Regions from separate parts of the Danio rerio genome. Here region 1 is linked to region 2. The links are chromatin contacts, called in public HiCAR-type maps. All regions are on one chromosome and are shown on one strand. Each heading gives the region's core, a stretch centred on a gene start, on an enhancer-like site or on the middle of the called end of the contact. The rest is flanking DNA. Distances are from core to core; before and after follow the strand shown.

Region 1 (4,865 bases), core at 1,979-4,478, 83 kb after region 2:
TGTTCGGGCCAGGGCGCTTTACAGCAGAGTAATGCGAGCATCTGAAACCTATCACAACTGTACTCCAAACACCGTGGGGCTAAATGGGGATCTGTCAATCATTAAACAGAGCTTTTGTTGCATTCGTTTGATAGGAAAAAAAAAAAAAAAAAAAAAAAAATTATATATATATATATATATATATATATATATATATATATATATATATATATATATGACAAAATACCAAAAGTATTTGTGTGGGGAGTTTGTGCATGGCAAATAAAAGAAATGTAAAGTAATACTACTACTACTACTACTACTACTACTACTAATAATAATAATAATACATCCTTTATTGCAAAATAGCAACGCAACATTTGATGTCCATTAACAACACACCACCCCCCCCCCCCCCCCCCCCAAAAAAAAAAAAATTGATATAAAGAAGAGTCAGGTGAAAGGGTCAATGTCATGATGGTTTAATCGTTTCATTTATAAAGCAATACACAGTCCACATCATTTCTTAAAAGGCTCAGTATGCAACCTTGCACAAATGGATAAAAAAGGAGAAAAGGAAAATTACAAAAAGAAGTAATAAGAGAAAATGCACAAATGCCACTTTGGATAGTCATAAACAAGAAAAAGCTTGACATAAATAAGTTAGTATAATTTCCTCAGTGTTTTTTTTATCCTTTTAGTTTTGTTTACGAGCACATGTACACTTGAATGTTTTACACAGGCGCAGTGTAACGTCTTAATTGAGTTTTCATAGAGATTTGCAATCATAGTGCCATGTCATGTTCAACACGAAAGCCAGATATATCGTTGCAAAGAAGCGGCTTCACGGACTAATGTTGTTGTTAAACGTATGGCCCAGTGTTAAGAGAAAGTACTAACTATATATATATATATATATATATATATATATATATATATATATATATATATATATATATATATATATATATATAGAAACGTAAAGCTACACGCCAACGAACGTAAAAAAGGCAAAAAATAATCAAGGGATCAATACAGTTGCTCTGTTGTATCGTGTACTCAGTAGGATTTGTAGTTAATGAGAAATTGATACGAGGATGCTAATGAAGCGAAATAAATAAAGTAAAATTAGTGGAAGAACCCAAGGATAATATAATAATACTGTAAAAAAGCGCGAAACGTTTAACAGCACACTAAGAGCCACAGTTCTCATGACCAAGGTGTGTTTGAGTGTGAAAAACCAAAGAAAATGAGCTTAAGTACCAATAAACATGAGTCGCGTTAATGTAATTATCGAAGCGGTTTAATGTAGTTAGGTCACATGAGGTGAGAAGAAAAGTAACGGTTTAGACGATGACATTTGTGCAACTTTAACAAGGGCGAGCGTTGAGCACTTAAGGTGTATTTTGTGAGGCAGGCAAAATCGAGAGCAGTGGAAAGATGCTCCTAATGTGTGTGTGCGTGTGTGTGTGTGTGTGTGTGTGTGTGTGTGTGTCTGACAGACGGTCTATCTATCCATCCATCCATAGGGATATGTGGGCTACTTTAAAACGGTTCGTTCGGGAGATGCGTTTGAAAAACCGCGCAGCAATTCTTAAAGTGAAGCGCGGTGGATTAGTGAAGGATCGCGTTTTGCTTTGACATGAACATGAAACGAAAACGTGCTACATTATAAAAAGAAAAAAAATATATATATATATATACATAGGTAGTAAAAGAAGAAACGAAGCAACTCCAATCGCATACTGCTACATCGTCTGCTTTTGAGGCAAATATAAAATCTGTCGAGTGCCAAAAGTTTAGTGTAAAAATTCAGTGCTTATTCAGCCCCTCCGAGGCTCGATTTGTATTTTGGAAGCGCCGTCTGTCCCCGTTTACTTGGCAAGGCTGGCGAAGTAGTCGATGGTGAGGGCGGGCTTCTCGGCGTATCTGTGCAGGGAAGAAGAGGGAGAAAGCAGATTAGCGAAGGAAACGCATGTGCTGAAATGTGACACACGCGAGGCACGTTCGGTCCTCAAAACAGACATAAAGCGAGGAGGTTTGTGCGCGGATGACGAACCCGGACCCCCTCCCCCTACTCCCCCGCCCGTACGCCCTACAAGAGACCTGCTGACGTGTTACTACAATGTTATGCATTTGGGTCCCATCCGAGCGCGCTGTCACTCGCGCGGTGACAGAACGCGCCCTCGCTTTTGAAAGAGTTTCAAGCGTCAGATAACAGACCTTATCGGCGCGTGAGAAAACAAGCGGCTCTCCCGTTCACAAAAGAAAAGAACGGGACGCACGGTCGGTCACTCACTCAGTCATTCAGTCACTCACTCACTCACTCACTCACTCACTCACTCACTCACTCACCTCCTTTACGTTTTGGGGTCCGGTTCGCAGGGAGCGCGCTCGAGCGAGCTCGTCGCGTCCGGACAGGGGTCGGCCTCGCTCGCGTGGACGCTGGGTCTTTTGCTTCGGCGAAGATCATCTATTGGGAGAACGTAGATGGTGTTAGAAAAGGTCGCTTTCGCGAACGGAGAGACGTCCGAGCCGCGAAACATTTACCCTGATCTTCCGTCGACGGTCGTTTCCTCGGCGTGCTGAGCGAGCGGTTCCCGGCGTCCGCGCGTTCGGAGTTCCCCGCTCCGCTCTCCGGGGACGGAGAGGGAGCCGTCAAGAAATAATCGTGGTTCCCGTTATGATCCACAGTCCCGGCCGAAGAGGGCCGTTTTACGCGAGGGGGTCTGGTGTAAAAGTCCGGCACTTCGTCGGCGTCCACCTCCTGCCACTCGTAGTCGCCCGGCGCGAGCGGTCGGTTTTCGGCGAAGTCGTAATTCCACTTTTCCGCGGACGCTCTCTCGATCTCCCGCATTTGCTCCCGTACATCCTTGGCGAACTCTTGGCGGTCCACGGCGCCGAAGAGACTTCGGCAGACAGGCGGCTTGCCGTGATCCGCCTGCCTGGGGTCCACTCGCTCCAGCGTCGGACTTCCATTGGAGACGCGCACTTTTGACATTTCGCACGTGAAAAGTTTGTCCGAGAATCGCAGACGCGGCGTAACTAAGAGCAATCCCTCCCGAGAACGCGGAGCGAGGCGCAGGGCGCACGCATAACAAACGCGGAAAGGCGAACGCGCGCGAGCGGCGAACGAGTCATGAAAACGGCGATCCCCGTCGTAGTAATTCCGAGGAAAACAGACAAGTCGTTCGAGCACCCAATATGGCGATCGCAAATAAAACTGGCAGGGGGAAAAAGATTGACAGCGAAGGCTATTTAAACAGAAGAAGCTCGCGATTGGAGGTCGGAGCGCGCGCCCCGCCCATCGACGAAAAACTATACAAACAGCAGAGTCGCCATGTCCGCTAATCGTCAGCAGGAAAAAGAAAAGTCAGGAAAGAAAGGGTTAAAAAGCGTGCGAGCGAAGTCAGCAACAGTTGTAAGCGGTTAGAAGAAGAACGGTTTGATTTAGAGCAAGTGCGAAAGTCAGAATCGCCTGCCTGGAAATGTCATGCATGCTTGCGAAGACTCGATAAACGTGTGTACATGGCAAAACGAGGTGTTTTATTCCCACAATTGAGTTATGGTGAACACCTAACGATGACACTGAGTGAAATGTAAGCGCACGCTCAACCTGCCATGCATTTGTAATCATTTAATGAAAGTCATTACTGAGAATCAATAAAGATGATAAAAAGGGAAAATTGTGTGCTTTCTAAACGGGTACAACGGCGAATATGTCAATGTTTAAAAGCTGTAGTGATCTGGCAACACATCTGCAGAATGAGTTTTGGTTGTATGGAAGAAAAGCAATATGATTTTTGACCCTTTTTTTCCAAGACTTTGTTGGACCAGTTCCATTTACGTGAAAGCTGTAGACGTACAGTGTAGTAGAAGATGATAGATATAAAGGGGGGGATCAATCGAACTGACTCTTAGAAGGTTGGTGCGATGCGTTTATGTCGGCCAAGTGTGAGTTGAGTTGGCTGGTGCCTTATCGGTAATGGCATGTTCTGTAAAACAAGTAATTAGTAGAGTTGTACACAATTGATGGTTACTGCTTTGTCGTGAGTAATTGTCTAATTTGTCCGATGGTTCAACAATTACTGCGTAGAAAGATGTGAGCTAAAGTGTGCAAATCAGGGAAGGAAAGTTTGTTACAAGTTTTCCTGGTTTTGACTGAATTGCAGTAGGAAAGGCCAATTGCTTTAAGTATGAGTTTGTCGCCATCTAGTGGTTTTGTAATGGATGAAATTTAGTTCATGACGTTTTTTGGTGCAGTAGCTGGGATGTGGAAATGTGTTCCTGGAGTTCTGTTGATTGTGTAATTTTTATGCATTGGAATTTTTGTAATGTATGTAATTGATTAAAGATTTTTTTTGGGGAGAAATTGTTCAGGTAGTTTGAAATTTGTACTGTTTTCAGCATTTTTTAAGGGGAGATTATTTTCAATTTTTTTTGGCTAAAATTAGCAATGTTTACTTTTATAAATATTCATGAGGGGGAGGGAGGAGAAAAAAAACAAAACAAGTATTTTATTATTGTTTATTATTATGTGTATTTTATATATATATATATATTTAGGTAGGTGGTTGTGTGAGGGTGGCTTGGCAAATTTTGGATTTTTTTTCAGTAAAATTTTTTTTACTAAGTCATTTTTGGCATTTTTAGCAAATTTTTAGCAAATTTTGGCCTTGCTTCCGGAACACTCTAAAGCATAACCGCGGCGGATCAACGCTCCGAAACCTCGGGGGGGGGCCACGGTCACGGCCCCCCCTTCTTCTTTCTTTGGGTGGTTTCTGGGTTTATGCTCCGCTGTGTCATCTCACCACTTGTTGTGTCCTTCCATGCTGTGTTGCTCCAGATTTGGTCCAGTCCTCTGTGTGTGTGCGATCCATCGTTGG
Region 2 (4,508 bases), core at 1,209-3,708:
TGTTCTAGCCGAAATAAAACAAATAAGGCTTTCCCCAAATGAAAAAATATTATAGGAAATACTGTGAGAAAATCCCTGTTCTGTTTAACATAATTTAAGGAAATATTTGAAAAATAATTAAAAAAAGAAAAAAAAAAAATCACTGGAGGGCTTTATGAAAACAAGAGGACTTCAAGAAAACAGCTTTAAAAAATATGTATTGTAACAGAAAAGCACAAACATAAACGGACTAAGTACAATAAATGTAGCAGTTTATTGTATGCACATAACATATTGCTTATATTAAAAACCCTGTTACGAAATATAAAAATCGACAGCTTTTTTTGTTTGTAGAGTCTTGCCGTAACCCCCTGATATTTACCTGAGCTCTTCAATACGTGCCAGGCATTGCAGGTACTTCATATGTTTCTCTAATGTGTCCAGCTGCCCCAGGACCTGCCCGATGCTGTCAGTCCAGACCTGTGCACCCTGCAGATGCTGCTGCAGTTTGTTAGACAACAGCCTCTCGTTCTCCAGTAGAGACTCCAGCTTCTTCTGAGACTCCTCTGCTGCACGCAGAGCTGCAGACACACGCAGCGGCCCCGAAGACGACACTGTCTGCACCTGCATGTACGAATCACAACAGATAAGTCATCCTGTAGCAGTATAACTGATTTATATAATGATGCATGCTTATTGACATCATTTACTTACAATTCACTTGTCATCAACCCGTTTCTCTTCAATGCAAAAAAGATGTTTTTAAAAAATGTTGAAAACTGGTTACCATTGACTTCCATAGTATTTGTGCTACTATGGACGTCAATGGTTACCCATTTTCACCATTCTTCATAATAACTTGCTTTGTGTTCAACAGAAAAATGATGAAACTCATAAAGGATTGGAACCACTTGAGAGTGAGTAAATAGTTATAATTATAATAATTTTAATAGTTTTAATAGTTATAAAAATAAGTTATAATACTAATAATAATAATTCTTATATATTTATATATTTTATATATATTATAAATATTATATATTTATTTTATAAATGTTACACATTTATATACTATATAATTAATATAATTATTAAATTATTTATAACAATTAATAAGTACATTTTTATTTTTGGATGAACTATCCCTTTAACTTTGATTATCTAGGATTAATGCTTAAAAATAAAAATAAAGTTAAATAAACTAAAAATATTAAATAAAATTTTATTAATAAATAAAAATAATACATGAAACAACCGTTAAATACGTTGTTTATAATAAGTCAAAAAGACTTAAGTTGCAATAAATGCACACAAATGTTGCATTAATTTCCTTTTTTATTTCATTACTTTTTATTCTAAAGGGGATTTGGGGGAAATGATGGAAGCTAAACTGTTTTGGTTACATTTGAATTATTTAATAGACTAACTAACTAAATAACTAACTAACAACAAACATACAAATGTATATTTATCTATATTTAAAATTTTTAATAGGAAGCTATACAATATTATATTTGTGCATATACACCAAATATGGAGCTTATCTAACAAAAGAACTTATGATAATGGTCCAAAAACTAGTACACCCAAATTGATATGTTATAGAAAAATATTAAATACAAATTTAAAAAAAAGGAGGAAAAATCAAGAGAAGCAAAAAAATAATAATAATTTTTAGTTGAAATTTTGTAAGTTGTATTTTTTTCAATATTTTGCTTGAATTTATTCGTATTATCTTTCAATTTCTCAATATGTTTGATGATGAAAGTATTATTTTAATAAGTATATCTGTTGTATAAATTAGTTTAGTTTAAATGCACCAAAATACATTGCCTATATTTACTGCGAAATGGATAAAATTATTCATTTTCAAAACTCAATTATGCTGAGCACGGTACATACATACATTCATACATTCATACATGCAGTGAAAGTCACTGAGGACTAAATAACCAGCATTATGGACTATTTATTTTATCCTTTGCAACTTCCATGGAAAAAATTATGTAGAGCATTGTAACAAAATGAGGAGTAACAGATGACAGAATGATCTTTTCTATTCCTTGATCAGTATTGGGTGAATTTTGTCTTAAACTTTAACATATAAAACATTTCACTTGTAAGCTGCTTTGAATAAAAGCGTCTACTCTACGTTATATATATATATATATGAACTCGTAATAAATCCTTTGTACAGAGCATTTCTTTCTTTATTTACCTGCTCTTCTAGCTGCTTGTTCTCTAATGTCAGTTTCTCCAAAAGCCCAGACACCTTCTTTAGCGACTTCAGATCTCCACCGATCTCCTTCTGCACAAGAGCAACTATATCGTCTTCAGGGTTTCCATCTTCTGAAGGAGAGTCAGATTTAGTGCTGTCTACTAGTTTCAGATCAGAAAGAACCATGTTACTGTGGTTGTTGTGCTCCATCATAGGCGCTGCCATGTTGCTCGACACGTCATCAGTGGAGTTTGTTTTTGAGGCTCCCTCTAGTGGCAGAAAGGTGTAACACACAATTTTTTACTGTCGTATTTCTGCCACAATTATTGAAGGAATTGTTTACCCCAAAATCAGGGTCGGATGTAGTTATTTGGGTACCCTAACCATTCGAGCCACAGGACCTGGAAGTCCTATAGTAATATCCACACTTTTTAAAATTGTATTTACTTGTTCATTTAGGTGTTTTTTTATGTAACCCAGTCTTGCTGTCATATTTTTATCTTAACGCAATCTCTACATTTTAAAAGATTTGTTTACTTAAAACAAATTCCCAACTAAACAAAAAATCATTTAACTAATTTTTTTTTAAGAGTAAATTTTCATCTGATTTGACTGCTGGACTGGTCCATGGTTGGGGGTGGGGGTGACACATTTGCACAGATGTACTAATTAAGGTAAATTTGTGTTTATAAAATATAGAAAATGTCATTATATAATTTATAGAAATGTCTGGGTATTTGGGGCCCTAAGCCACTGCTTACCTTACTTGTTTGTTAAATCCACAGCAACCCAAAATTAATTTTTCCTTATAATATACTCACACTCAAGTGGTTTTAAAATGTTAAACAGAAAACAAGATATTCTGACGAATGCAGGGGAAAAAGCAGACATTTGACTTTCAAAGTACGAACAAAAATACTATGGAAGTAAATGACATTGTTCATTATATGTTCCTTTGTGTTCAACAGAAAACAGAAACAAACCGGTTTTAAACATGATGATGAGTAAAAGGATTTTCATTTCTGGGTAAACTAACTTAACATTACCTCTTTAATAATCGAGATAAAATAGTAAGCATTGGTTAGAATCGCGATTAATGTTAATTAAATGGATAATTGATAATTATGAATATAAATTAATCAAACATTAAAACAAAATATAATATATAAATATTAATAGTGTTAGCATAAAATGTACAGTTCACAAATGTGAACATTTTATTAATATTTTATTGGTTATTGATTAATTAACAATTATCAATAGGAAACAACAGTTATTTAGATTATAATAAACAATGCAAACAGTAAAAATATTATATATACATTTACAGTGCTCAGCATATATAAGTACACCCATCACAAATCTCTCTTTTAAATTCATATTTTTATAGGAAGCTAGACAATATTATATTTGTGCATATACATCAGATTAGACAATGCTGAAGCCAAATCTGAAGTTTATCTAACAGAATAACTTATGATAACGGTCTAAAAACTAGCACACCCAAATTTATATGTTATAGAAAAAATATTAAATACAAATAAAAAAGGAAAAATCAAGAGAAGGACAAATAAAAAAAACTTAGTTGACATTTTGTAGGTTGTAATTTTTTTGCAATATTTTGCTTGAATGTAATTGTATGTCTTTCAATTTCCAAAAACGCTTGGCGACTAGAATAGTATTTTAATAAATATATGTGTTTAATAAATTTGTTTCGTTTAACTGCACCAATATACTGCACTTGCTTCACCTGAGGCTCATCAAGGGAGCTATGATTGCAGCGTTTGGCGTGCTGCTTGCTTTTCCTTTTGTTTTGATGTTAATGTTTTTGTTTCCTTTAGCGCTTATAGTCCACTGCCATGGATACTTTCACTACTGACTTTCACCAATAAAGATCCTACGATGCTATGCGTATTTTTGAAAAGTGTGTTTGTTTGTTTTTGTTATTAAATTATTTATTTTTGTTATTGACTGCTCTGTTTTGTCTCTGATTAATATGACTATTAACTAGTGTATTATATTTATTAAATCAAACAAAATGTATCGCGATTTATTTTTAATAATTATGAAAATGTTAACTCATGAATATTAATACACGTAATTGCGTAACGGCTGTGCTGAACACGAAAAATCATAACCGTTGACGTAATCTCATTAACATTCATGAGCTGAGGCTGCGTCCGAAATGAATTCGCAATCGCAAACTGCTCGATTTAGGCTTTGGTGGTCATTTCTGTGCGACTGGCAAGGGGGACGAAGACATTTATTTCCACAACAAAGCGGCACGTCTTTGTTTATCAACATTCGCACG

The links. HiCAR-type assays count read pairs that join an accessible place to other places.
Region 1: a HiCAR-type map of caudal fin shows a contact between it and region 2, with 4 times the contacts expected there. The contact joins the promoter of cdkn1ba here to the promoter of rint1 in region 2. A contact is called at or near these places in 3 of 18 Hi-C or Micro-C datasets (caudal fin, embryo and an unstated tissue) and 3 of 4 datasets of contacts at active chromatin or transcription factors (caudal fin, embryo and gastrula embryo).

What each region holds. Positions count from the first base shown.
Region 1 is chr4:19,184,085-19,188,949 of GRCz12tu, forward strand. It overlaps cdkn1ba (cyclin dependent kinase inhibitor 1Ba), which reads right to left and starts at 3,229. Exons shown (of 3, transcript NM_001013268.1): 1 at 2,530-3,229; 2 at 2,335-2,452; 3 at 441-1,908. The coding sequence starts at 2,980. The coding sequence ends at 2,340.
Region 2 is chr4:19,101,605-19,106,112 of GRCz12tu, forward strand. rint1 (RAD50 interactor 1) reads right to left here and starts at 2,459. Exons shown (of 13, transcript NM_001045003.2): 1 at 2,198-2,459; 2 at 362-603. The coding sequence starts at 2,422.